Linked DNA regions of Mus musculus: all the other regions are linked to region 1. Evidence: chromatin contacts called from public ChIA-PET and promoter capture Hi-C data. All regions are on one chromosome and are shown on one strand. Each heading gives the region's core, a stretch centred on a gene start, on an enhancer-like site or on the middle of the called end of the contact. The rest is flanking DNA. Distances are from core to core; before and after follow the strand shown. Region 1 holds the start of Scml4 (Scm polycomb group protein like 4). Region 2 overlaps Pdss2 (prenyl (solanesyl) diphosphate synthase, subunit 2). Region 3 holds the start of Foxo3 (forkhead box O3).

The links. Promoter capture Hi-C pulls out the DNA fragments that hold promoters and counts their contacts. ChIA-PET counts read pairs in DNA pulled down with a chosen protein or histone mark.
Region 2: a contact with region 1 is called in a promoter capture Hi-C map of embryonic stem cells, with 2.2 times the contacts expected there. The contact joins the enhancer-like site here to the promoter of Scml4 in region 1. A contact is called at or near these places in 5 of 39 promoter capture datasets (embryonic stem cells, hippocampal neurons, liver and 2 more), 2 of 484 Hi-C or Micro-C datasets (cortical neurons and embryonic stem cells), 4 of 115 datasets of contacts at active chromatin or transcription factors (embryonic basal ganglia, embryonic forebrain, embryonic stem cells and 1 more) and 1 of 9 other capture datasets (embryonic stem cells).
Region 3: a contact with region 1 is called in an RNA polymerase II ChIA-PET map of memory CD8 T cells, with 55 read pairs. The contact joins the promoter of Foxo3 here to the promoter of Scml4 in region 1. A contact is called at or near these places in 2 of 484 Hi-C or Micro-C datasets (CD8 T cells and regulatory T cells) and 5 of 115 datasets of contacts at active chromatin or transcription factors (double positive thymocytes, large pre-B cells, memory CD8 T cells and 2 more).

What each region holds. Positions count from the first base shown.
Region 1 is chr10:42,858,646-42,862,462 of GRCm38.p6, forward strand. It overlaps Scml4 (Scm polycomb group protein like 4), which reads left to right and starts at 1,867. Exons shown (of 9, transcript NM_172938.3): 1 at 1,867-2,208. Gm34006 (a long non-coding RNA gene) reads right to left here. Exons shown (of 3, transcript XR_380280.4): 3 at 3,761-3,817.
Region 2 is chr10:43,437,165-43,441,363 of GRCm38.p6, forward strand. Pdss2 (prenyl (solanesyl) diphosphate synthase, subunit 2) reads left to right here. Exons shown (of 8, transcript NM_027772.2): 8 at 2,635-3,084. The coding sequence ends at 2,793. Among named protein-coding and RNA genes, the nearest start is that of Bend3, 40 kb to the right of the region's middle. Within about 2 kb of position 2,702, at least 95 of the 459 cell types and tissues checked have an H3K27ac peak or open chromatin away from gene starts, as enhancers often do. A contact at or near this core is called in embryonic forebrain, embryonic stem cells, extraembryonic endoderm stem cells and 2 more, where this site is marked.
Region 3 is chr10:42,275,112-42,279,219 of GRCm38.p6, forward strand. Foxo3 (forkhead box O3) reads right to left here and starts at 1,584. Exons shown (of 4, transcript NM_001376967.1): 1 at 1,415-1,584; 2 at 1-434. The coding sequence starts at 322.

The sequences.
Region 1 (3,817 bases), core at 617-3,116:
TTACTCTATAGCTGAAGTTGCCCTGAGACTCCCCACATAGCCCAGGCTGGCCCATTTCTTTCTGCCTCTGGCTCCTGAATGATGACATCACAGTTTGTCGCCCACACCTGGCTGGCTTCTAATTTCTTTTCTCCTTCTCATCTTCTTCCTTAGGCTTCTTCTTTAAATGAACTAAGTTATAAGAAAGTACAGACACACCCCCTCCAAAACAAAACTTCCAAGACTGTATTTTCCTGAATGAACATCAAAACTCAACAGGTAAATAAAGGATGTGGATTCCTTCTTTTCCTTGTCTTCATTTTTACTTTTCCCCTTCAGTTTTATAACATATTTATTTCCAAAGGAAAAAACCCTCAATAGTTTAAATACGAGTCCAAAAGGGTTGCTGTAGGTCAGTGGCGAGCCATGATGCTGTCTTCGGCAGCTCACCGCCTCCCCTAAGGCCTCTTCCCATGAGGAGAGAGCTCTATGTCTCTTCCCATCTACGTTCCTTAACAGCGTGAGTCTGCACTTTGTTGTGAACGTGTTACTTTTCCATTTCTACATCATGAATTTCAGTCCAAAGCCAGTCCCATAACCCTAATAATTTCTACTTGGGCCAAACTGTCTGTATCTTTCATAAAATAGAAATTTATTGAGAGCTTCTATGGGCCAATCTTGTTTCACTAATCAGCCTTTGATTCCCTTGGATGTCAAAGGGGACACATACTACACTGTTGGTACAAATTTTTGACTCTTTATGGCACTTGGTAGGAATGGAGACTGCCATCCAAGCTGGGCCAGGCCCCGGCCAGCCTGGGAACCACCTTGGGGCAGAGGAGTCAGGGCTGTGGCAGGCAGCGGACCTAGGCAGAAAGGACACATGCCACCCAGGGAATTCCTTCTTTCTTAGTAAGGATAATGCTTTGACTTAAAAAAAACATCAATTTCCTGTATCTATTTAATTTGAGGGGACAAATTTACTTCACACTACATATGCATTCAAATTGTAGGTCCTTTTTAATTTTTCATACTCAGTAACTGGCTAAGCTGTGACCCAGACCTTCCAAATTAGTTTAATGTCAGTCCTGGCTACAAGCATGCTCCCTGTCCCTAAAAGCAAACCCGGTAGACAGCCTGTATTTGTAAACCAGGTATCTTATAAGACACACTTGAGACACATCCCATTTCCCCAGATGAGTCAAGTCAGCAGCAGAAAACCTCGACTCACTTTATAAAAAGAAGGGAGGAGAAAAGGCACCTTCTCTGGTGTAAACTGGTTTAGTGGACAGGCAGTGGGTATGGAGGAGAGACAGCAGCCCTTTCCCAGGCAGGTCCCAAGAGTGTTTGGGCATGGAGAAACACTTCCAGATGTGCACACACAGATGTGGATTAAACGTAGGATAGGCAGCTTTAGAGCTAACAGGTACAGCCACAGTGTGTCATCAGTACAGGTCCACACCTCTGACAACACACAGGCTTTCTGTTGGTATACCATTGTTCTTTCTTTCTTCTTCTTTTCCCCCCAAAGCCAAACATTAGCCTTGTCAGATCGTAACAGTCTTATAAGCCTGGTGTGGCCCTCACTGCTGCAAGACTGGGACAAAGAGATGATGTTACAGTCTGGTTTCTATGGCAACGGAGGAGGGGTAATGAAAACTGAAATGCAGGAAACACCCATTCTGACTATTGTGACATAATTCAGTTTCTTACAAGGAAGTAACTATCTAAGAAGCAGAAGTATCATTACCTGGCGGCTGCTGTTCACAAAAAGCTGTGCTGTGTATTTCTCTTAGCTGGTCTGTCTGTACAGAGGAAAGAAATAACACACACACACACACACACACACACACACACACACACACACACACACACACACAGAGTCCTCGCTTTCTGCATGTAAAATGTGTGTGTGTTCTTTAGAAGCCAGCGGTTGGCTGGTTTTCCGGACATGATGTGGTTGAAGCTGTCATCGTAATGGAAATTCACTGCTGTAGCTATGGTAAATCGAGTGTTCTGCCTGTACTGAATGCATTAGTCTAATGAGATGTTTGCAGCGGCGGCGAGCTGGGCTGCTGGCGACTAGCTGTGAGGCAGGCGTAGCACACGGGTGGAAGATAGCTTGTGCCATACTCGCAGTGTGTGTGCAGGAAGTCACCTGTCTTCTAAGCCACCACTCCAGACCTCAGCAAGCAACACCCTGGTCAGGGCTCTGTGACCAAGCTGTAGGTAAGGGAGACGCATGCTGGCGGGTGTGCTGTGGTACATTGTATGGCTCCTTCTCTTTGGGCTGGCGGCACAACAGGTTACCTGCTTTAGTTTATTTGGGAGGGTTTGCATGCCTGCCTCTCTGGCAATGCACGAGTGTCTGGTGCTAAAACTACTGAGCCCGGTGGGTAAACTTCGGATCCTAACATGCAAAATATAATGTTTGATTTTTTTTAACTATATATCAAAGGGAGATTTAAAGTAAAAACACAGTTTATAACCATTTTTGACATGTATACACTTAACCTCTCTTTAAGTCTATATGTAAATATGTGCAAATTTTTTATTATTTCAAACATGAATATGGTTTTTTTCCTAATAATAATTTTGTCTTATTTTGTATTATTAATTTAAAATTTGTAGTATGGATTAGGTTACAAATATTTACCTAAAATTGATTATTAAAATTGGCTGTGATATAAGCACTCATCAAAGCATTTGTTTTCAAATTGAATTTTATTTACTTGTGTTGAATGCTGCAGATGGGATATTTCATGTGTTTTTGTTGGTTGCTGATGTACCAGTCATAGATAAGGAGAGTATTAATTGTTTGCAAGTTCCTGCTATTAGTTTTTTTAGGAGGAAATAACTAACAGGTTAGTATGGAATGTTTGGAGTTTCCCCAAGTTCAAAGACAAAGTCACCTCCTCCCCTCACACAGTCCTATGTGACCCCAAATAGCTTCCACTCATTCTGCCTGCAGCCCCGGGTGTCGTCTACAGGTTGCTCTGCGGATGGACAGGACCAGTGGGTATGGCTGCTGAGTTAGCAGTTTTCACTCATCATTGATGCGCTTGAGTCTAAGTTCTTGCCGTTATTTTCGACAATAAGCCAGAGGTGGCGGCTTGCTGTGTTGTCTTTCTAGGGTCATGACATTTCTCAAGAGGGCTAGGACCATCAGCAGCTCTCTGAGAAATGGGGCTTTGTAGCTGGGATGCTTGAAAAGTGATCCAGATGTGGTTGTTGTGTGTTCCATGTTTTTAATTCCTTTCTCAACTAAGGAACATTTTTTTTTGAAGGGTAAGAGACATAGATGTCTTTCCCTCCTCAAGACTTTTTTCTCATTAAGAACAAAACAAAACGGAATGTCTGGAGAACATGTAGAAGTATGGAGATGGCTGTAGAGGAGAAGGTGCCTGATTTAGACAGTATTTTATGGAACATTTTGTGTGCTTGTTGCTTGGTAGAAGTGGCTCAGTCGATCTGAGTAACAGCTACTGGGTGGCAATTACCTAGAAAACTAGCACTGCGTAGCATCAAAATGCAGCTAAAATGTAAACATTGATGCCCCGTGCAGAGAAGCCGCTTGGTAGCTTTACAGTCTACCTTTAAAATATAGCTGTCAACTACTATTAAAACATGAATGTGTTTCTCTCACTCTTAACATTGTGACTGTGTGTGTGTGTAGAAACCTTCTCCAAATCTGCCTGTCTGATTTGTGTCATAAGAGGAAACACAGATCCAACAAAATCCCAAATCTTAGTTGTTTTACCACATTTAAATGTCTTACCCGTGTCACCAAAATTACTTTTATTTCCTTAAAAGCTATATATGAGCAATAACGAGACAG
Region 2 (4,199 bases), core at 1,452-3,951, 580 kb after region 1:
AGAGCCAGGAACAGTTAGTTGAGTTGTGTCCCTCAAATGGTAGAGCTAAGACAGAAACTTGAATCTGGCTGTGCACTCACTCAGTCCTTGGCAGGATCCTGGGGAAGCCTAGGCTGGAGTGATCGGAGTCTAAAGTTTAGTAGAAAGTGGCTCTATGGGAGAAGGCAGCAGAAAAACATGGCCTCAGAGGCGGATGGCGGTACATGCTTGTAATCCCATCTCGTGGGGGAGGCTGAGACAGAAGAATTGCTGAGAGTGTAATTCAGGCAGAGATGATATATAGTGAGAAGGCCAGGCAGAGTGAGATGCTGTCTGCCCTGGTCCCCCAAAAGTGAGATGGCTTCACAGGTATAATTACACTACACAAGCTTCACATAAGTTTGATCCCCAGAACCCACATGAAAATGGAAGAAGAGAACCTGATCTCATACCACAATTTTGTGGGTTTATGCATGCATGTGCACTCGTGTACACACATACACACACACACACACACACACACACACACACTGTAAGGAAAGCTGAAAACAAGAAATGTGGCCTCTTCTAATATCTGGAGTAACTGAGCTTCCCTGGACCTCTAACCCCTTTATCCTATAATTAGAGTAATACACCAGCATATATTTTTATTCATGTTTTATGTATTATACAGTATGTAGCTTAAAGTCTCACAGGGAAGTCAGTACGTGAGTAGAACATTAAAGTACAACACTGTAGTAACTGTACTCCAGAAGCACACAGGCTACTCCAGAGGGAGAAGAGCAGCTGGTCCCTGGTGCCATCGTCCTGGGTGGCTGAGTGCCTTCCACCCAGGTAGAATCCGGGTGGGAGGGGCTTACTAGGAGTGGACCGGCAACCCCAAGGGAGCCAGTGTGTCAGCTCTGAAAACTGCGGCTAGCTCCCCTTAATACATGAGCAGAAGACAGAAGGGAGAAAAACGAAGCTGGGAGGGACTGGAGAGAGGACTCTTGTTCCTCCTGGGGAACTTGAACTGCTAAGGCTGTCGGAAGGCAGTGACAGATTTTAGACGAGACCGTATTTGATTTATAAACCTTTTTGGCAGTGTGGCAATGTGGATGGAGCTTGGGAAGGATCTTTAGGATGTGAAAATAACCTAGCTGGGGGGAAGATGAGAACCCCAGTGTAGCACAGTTTAAAAAGTAGAAAATCAAAGAGCTCAAAGGAGCTGCAGAGATGAGGGCTTGCTGACTGTCAGTGAAGATGTCCACATCCGTCCAGCGGTGGCAATGCTGTCTGTTAGTCTCAGCACTCAGGAAGTAGAGGCAGGCAGCTCTCTGAGTTCCAGGACAGCCAGCACCTTCCTGGCAGGATATCCAGGTCAGAGAAACCCTGTCTCAGAAAACGAAAAGGAAACGTTCACAGGAAGGCTGTAATGCTCCCTGCTGTGACTCAGGTATCCAGGCAGTAGAATATCTCTGCTGTGGGGCTACCCCAGCGCCAGAGGGAAAGCCCTAGAGGGATTCCCACGGACAGTTCCGTGCTGCATCCCGTCCATAGCATGCATCTTCCATGACTCATAGACTGGGTCTTACTACCTGGCCCCACCCAGTCTCTAAGAGTCAGAGGAGTTGGCCTCAGGTGAGCTAGCCAGGGACTGCCTGGTGCCTAGGTGAGGGAGTGAGGGAGACCCTCACTGAGACTATTGAACAGGACAAGGTCATTTAAGTTCAAAAGATGAAGCCTTTTCCAACTACAACTATAATGATTTTGTTTAGTGTTTTTAAGATGTTATTGCTAGTCACTTGTATGGCCTGGCGCATATGCGTGCAGCTAGCTGCCTGTGGAAGCTTTGGGGAGCCGCCAGAGATGGAGGAGAGTGCAGGCCAAGGCAAATCTGCAGCCCCCTCTTTGTTTTTCTGTTTGTTGGTTTGTTTTTTGAAATAGAGTCTGGCCATGTAGTCCTGGCTGACCTCTAACTCACAGAAATCCACCTGCCTCTGCCTTCCAAGTGTTGGAATTAAAGGTGAGCATTGCCCGTCAGACCCTTTGGTTCTTTCTTTGGTCACAGAGAGAGACCGGAAGTCAATTTGCTGGCTGGTGAGAACCACTACATTAGCAAAAATGCTTTGTTCCATTTTCCCGAGGAAAATATTTTTGTTTTTAAATAAGTCATACTCAGATTTAATAATATGTGTTTTTCTTGAATTTTGATTATTGTATCAACATAAGGTGTTTGAATTGTTTTTTTTTTAAGTTTGAAGATGTTAATGGAGGCTCCTCCTCCCTCCCCACCCCCCACCCCCTCCCACACACACACACACATAAAATAGAGGCTGTTGAATTCGCTGTTGAATTCCAAATGCCAGAGATACCACAGCTTGGCCTTCATTACTGCCTTCCCAGCATGGGACTCTGTGCAGATCAAGGGGTGGCTGTGAGAGGAGCTGTAATTGGGCTGATTGGAGCCATTGTGCTGCTCTGGAGCGAGGCTCCCGTAGCCTTAGGGAGGTGATGGTGTCTGGAGAGCACCTGGAAACCTGTCCTCTTTCTCCAGACGAGAGAGCAGAAATACTGGATTTACGTGTTTCCTGTCCCTCACTCCCACCCCCAGTTAAATTGTGGTCCTCACTGTACAACCAAAACCTGACTTATTGTGCATTTATTTCCTAACAGTTGCGAGAAACAATCAAAGCTGGCAAAGGTGTGACTTCAGCTATTGACCTGTGTCGTTACCATGGAAACAAGGCACTAGAGGCCCTGGAGAGCTTCCCTCCCTCAGAGGCCAGATCGGCTTTAGAAAACATTGTGTTTGCTGTGACCAGATTTTCTTGACACCAAATTAAAAAGACACTATTGTTCCTTAGCTGAAAAACCCAGAGAATGAGGCGGACAGGAGAGCTTTTGGTGATGAAATAAGTAACGTGTTTAATGACTTTAGAAATATATGTATTTTTTTTTTCTGTCCTTTATCTGACTGCTTAATGAATCTATCCTTTGGAACCACTACAAACAAAACGAGAAGGAAAAAGGTCACGCGGTTTTCACTTGTCACGCCAGAGCACACTTGAGGCTTCAGCAACAGAAATAATTAATGAGACTCGCTCCCGTGACCTCAGCAAATGGACAGGAAATAAGTCCTTATTGATTGGACCAAGCCCGGGATGGCGCCAGGGCGGTGGCTGTGGTTTTCCTTCCACAGAGGACAGAGCAAGCTGGAAGCTGCAGGTGTCGAGCGAAGCACTGGATGCCAGCTCTGGGGGACACATCAACACCAATGACCAGTCTGTCGTAGTGGAGAAGACCTCAACGCATTAAGCAAAAGTCTGTGTTGCCTGCTGTCTTGAAATCATGTGCATATAGTGTGAGAGGCTTGGGCATCCTAGTTCTTATCAGATTTGGGAGAAGTGAAGGAGATGTTAAGCTGCCAAATACTTGAAATTGAATATTAAAATGTTACCAAGTGTTGACTCAATTGTATAAGAAAGTGTCTGCCTTTCTTTCTTAAAGATCAAATTTAGGACACATTTCAAGCTTGGCATGGTGGCACACACCTTTAATCTCAGCACTCGGGAGGCAGAGGCAGGCTGATCTCTGCGTTCGAGGCCATCCTGGTCTACAGAGTGAGTTCCAGGACAGCCAGAGCTACACAGAGAAACCCTGTCTGGAAAACAAACAAAAAAGATACAATTCAAAGGCCAGTTTCTATATTTCAAAAGCCACGTATCCATTTATGACACTTTGTCTGGGGGACTCCCTCTGGTGTCCCCAGCTTTCAGCAGTGTAACTGTAGTACTGGGCCTTGGTTGGTGAGAGTTTTGTTTTAACCTCAGAATGTCAACTTTTGATATTGAGACACAGACACTGAGTTCCAGAAAGAATACAAGCGCTCACATAGGCCTGCAATCGGATTCTGGCTCCATGCGGTTGGCAGACGGTTGCCGTGGTTTGCACAAATGCAATCGGAGAATCCCGTTGACAAGAAGGCTGAGTTTACATAACTGGTCTCGACTGCCTTTCCTCCTCCTGTGTGTAATTACAGCCCTATCTGGAGACAGAAAACACGGGAAGCAGATTGTATTACCTACTCTGCTCAAACACTAGGGAAGTCATCTTAGTTGAATTCCTCCTCCCAAAAGTTTGAAGCAGGCCCTCCTGTGGCCTGCAGTGAGGAGGACGTGTAAGCCCACAGAGGTTAAGCTGTTATGAGTGGACTCCAAGATAAGTGACTGGGTCACACT
Region 3 (4,108 bases), core at 334-2,833, 580 kb before region 1:
CGAGGTCCTGCCCTCCTGGAGCCAGCAGCATGGCCGAATCCTCGAGGAGCAGCCCGGAACCCAGCGTGCTGCTCACGCCGCCACCGATCACCATGGCCGAGCTGGCTCGGCCGCCGCCGTCCTCGTCGTCTTCATCGTCGTCCTCCTCGGGGATCATGGAGTCTGCGGCCGTCTCCCCCGAGGGCTTGGCCGGGCTCGCCTGCAGCTCCGGCCTCTGCAGGGGCCACGTACAGGAGCGTGGCCGACTCTGTGGCTCGAACTCTGGGTCCAGCTCCACTTCGAGCGGAGAGAGCGGGACCGGGGAGGCTGGTGCCTCTGCCATCTTCGCCGCCTGCCCGCCGCCCGCGGCTTGGGCTCTTGCTCTCTCCTCTCGAGCCCAGGCTGGGTGCGGCGGGGGAGGAACGGGGCACCGCGAAGGTTCGAGCTCCAGCTACCTAGGGAAGCGCGAAGAGAGAGTTGGTTATCCTGTGTTGGAGCCTAGTCCGCGGAGACTCCTCGCCCGCGGCCGCCACCTAGAACGGATAGACCTGGGGACGTGCGTCCCGCGAACCTGGCGCAGCAGACGCCGCCCCCTGGCCTGGCCGCCCGGGAGACGCGAGCGAATCGACGGCCCCGCGCGGGGCAGCCCCCTCCCCCGCTGCCGTCGCCAGAACCGCAGGTCTCTCCCGGACTAGATGGCGGGGCGGAGGGGGGAGGGGCGTCCCGGGGGAGGGGTGGCCGCGCCATTAAGTGTGGGCGGCCTCCGGACCCCAACAGCTCCGCAGTGGTCGGAGGGCGAGCGTGCGTGCGTGCGTTTGTTTATGTTTGGCTCTGGCTCGCTCAAGTGCCTCCCGCGGAGGCGCAGGGCAAGTCAGCAGAGTCCTGGGCTCTTCTCCCGCTCCCCAGCCCTGCGATCCCCCCCACCCCTCCCAGGCGAGAGGCCCCCTAGGGCTGGCGCGGGCAACTCCCGTCTTTTCCTCTCCGCCCGCGGACCAGCAGGGAGAGCGTGGGGGTCTGGGTGCAGACCTGCCAAGATCACTTCCAACAAGAGAGAGAGAGAGAGAGGGCCGACCCCGCAGGACTAAGAAGATCTGAGATGTATTTTCTTGGGGACGTGGGGCCCTCCGCCCCCTTCCAGGTCAGAAACGGGAAGGAGGAAGCAAGTGGGAACATAAATCTTCCAACAGGTCGGGAAGCGCCAAATCTCTCGGACTGCATGAAAACCCGGACCAGCACCGTTCATCACCTCCTTGCTCCCGCTGCTGCCATCTTGACAGTTCCCCCTTCCCTCAAGTCCTTTAAAGACACTAGCGGGAGAGAAGGGGGGGAGCACACCGAGTCACGGGGAGGGAAAGGGAAGCGCCTGGCCCAGCTCGGAAACAGATCCGGAGTCACTGGAAAGGCGGCCGCCCCGTTGCAAAGCTCCGGCGCCTACCTCGGCTCCTTCCCTTCAGGAACGAGGCGGGAGGGCGTACGATTCCGCGCGAGCCCAGGGCACCGCGACGAGGGGACTCTCGGGCCGCCGCCGCAGCCCGCCGGAGGAACCGCCTGTCAGCCTGTGCTGCGCCGCCGCCTTCCACATTCCTCCTCCTCCCTTCCACGAGCAGGGCGGCCGCGGCAGCAGCACAAAGTTATAGCCACTCACAGGGAGCCTCAACCTAGGATGACGGCGGGGCGGGTCCCCGCCCAGGGGGAGGGCTGGGGCGGGGGCCGGGAGGGCTGCTGTGCGTGCGTGTGGGAGTGCGCGTGTGTGCGCCCTCGCGCCTGCGCGGGGCTGCGGGAATGGGGGCGGGCGCGCGCGGGTCGGGACTCGGCCGGCTCCGCAGCCCTCCCGGTTGGGGTCCCGCGCTCTCCTGGGGACCTCAGCGGCCACGCTGGCCCGGGACGGGAGGCCAGGTCAGACAACACACCACTGCGCGCCGCCCCGCGCTCTCAGCCTTGGGCCCTGCGTTTGGCTCGTGGGCCCGTGGCCTGCCCGTGGGTGCGTGGGGTCGGAGCCCGCCCCAGTATCGGGTTCCTTATTAGAACCTGACACCAGGGAACACCCGGGTTAAGCCGGCAGCCGCAGGTGACAAGGGTTACCTGGGCGTGGAAACACTGGCCGGCGAAGATCGCGCCGAAAGGTGTGTCACTGGACCCTCACCTGGGACACCCGGCGACAGTCGTGCTTCGCTTTTCACGGATTTTAAGGCTAAGTGGGAAAAGTGCAACTCAGGAAGAAAAGTGCAGTGCGCCCCAGTCCTGAACGCAGGAGCAGAAGATAGCTAACTGGAAGCGGGCAACAGTTTTCTTATGCTAAAGCAGCTGATTACGTGCTTGACTTTTCTAAGTCTATAGACTTCAGATCGCACCTTCACAATCCCTTATCCCACGATCCGTGCCTCCCGGCCGTACTGTGTGCTTTTCTGCGCCACACGCGACATGCATACCAAAAGTCTACCATGCATTCTGGTTCATACGTATCTTTCCAAACAAAACCCTCTCGGTCTCTGCAGCTAAAGTCTGGGCTCCGCAACAACCCAATACCCCAAAAGAGCCAGCCTAAAAGAGCCTGCAGAGGCCGCCCACCCCGGAACTCCGGCCTCCAGGCTTTACGCGTGATCCGTCACTCAAGTGACGTGAGGCCCCCGCCCCTGCACCAAGCTAGTTCGACGCGTACAAACAGATGATGTCATTGTCTCTACACGCGCGTGACCCCGGAGCCCTGCGCCGCATCGCCATTCGCTGCGCGGCTTCCTCGTCAAGCCACGCCGAGCGCTGACTGGCCGCCGCCGCCAGTCTCTGGGCTCCAGACGCCTCTCGCTCCTCTTCGCCCCCGCCCCCAGCAAATAATAAACAATCGAGTAAAATTGCAAGGACAGAGGGGAGGGAGAGCGAAGGCGCGCTGAGTGGCAGCCTTCGCCGCGCAGACAGCGGGAGGACTAGAGGAGGACTGTGCAGGGAGGAGGGAAAGGAGGTAGGGAGCGGATCTGAGCCGCACGCTCTATCAGGGCGAGAAACTTTGAGAACCTCGGCGAGGCCAGCTTGCTAGCACGGCGGGCTCTAGGACCCCAGGGCCCTGGCGAGACGGGAGGGGCGGAGCCTGGTTGCGCAAAGCCCGTGGGCGGAGCCCGGCGGCACGTGCGGGAGGAGGGGGCGCGTTGCACGGGCTCGCCCGGGACGCGCAGCCCCGGCGGCTGGCGCGCTTGTTTACCAGCACACGTGTGTGTTATTTTTGAGATGGAATGTGGGGCTGGCTGAACGGCTGGCGCGTGGGGCCGCCCGCGTCGGCGGAGGGACGCGGCGAGGCCCGCGCTGCCGCGGCCTCCCCGGGCGCTGTTTGCAAGGAAGCCAGGCTGGCCCGTAACCCGCTTCCCGCATAGCCCAGAAGTCCGGACCACGCATCTGGACGGCGAGATTCTCGCGCTGCCCAAGCAGCTGCAGAGACCAAGGGCGCAGACCGAGAAACGCTGCCTCCTTTGCGTGCTCTTGGGGCTCCTGCCTTCACCAGAACAAAGCAACTGCTTTAGATACACACCGGTGCACACACCTGGACCACAAGGTGGACACTTAACACCCTGCGTGGTCTGTGACCTTGCTACAAATATCCCCAGTCCTTTGGTGCAGGTTTTCGGGCTGCATGGCTCGGCCCATTTACGAATAAATATATTTCCATCACCTCGGCTTGTCTTCGGAAAGTGGAGCTGAAGAAAGGAATTCTGCCTTTTAGGGTTGCTATGCTACCTTAGGACCCGCCTCTGTCCTTTCCAGTCTGATCCACTAAATAAGCCCAGAACTTGATTTTGATTTACAGCCTGGCAATATAGATGGTGATGTGGGGTCACAAATTCAGCTTCGATTGCCTGTGCCTCAAATGAGTGGGGATTTGTGCAGAGAGGTTAGGGTTTATTACCTGGAATCTGGTGTTAGGCTCTGTGCCCAGATCCAGAAGGCCAGCTCACTGATACTTTGCAATGTGCAACGCAAACGCCAAAGACTTCACTCACTGTTTTTAAAACACCAAATATATATATATATATGTATATATGTACATATATATATACCATATACATATATGCGTGTATACATATATATGTCTAGATACACGTGTGTATATATAAATATATGTGTGTACATATATATGTATACA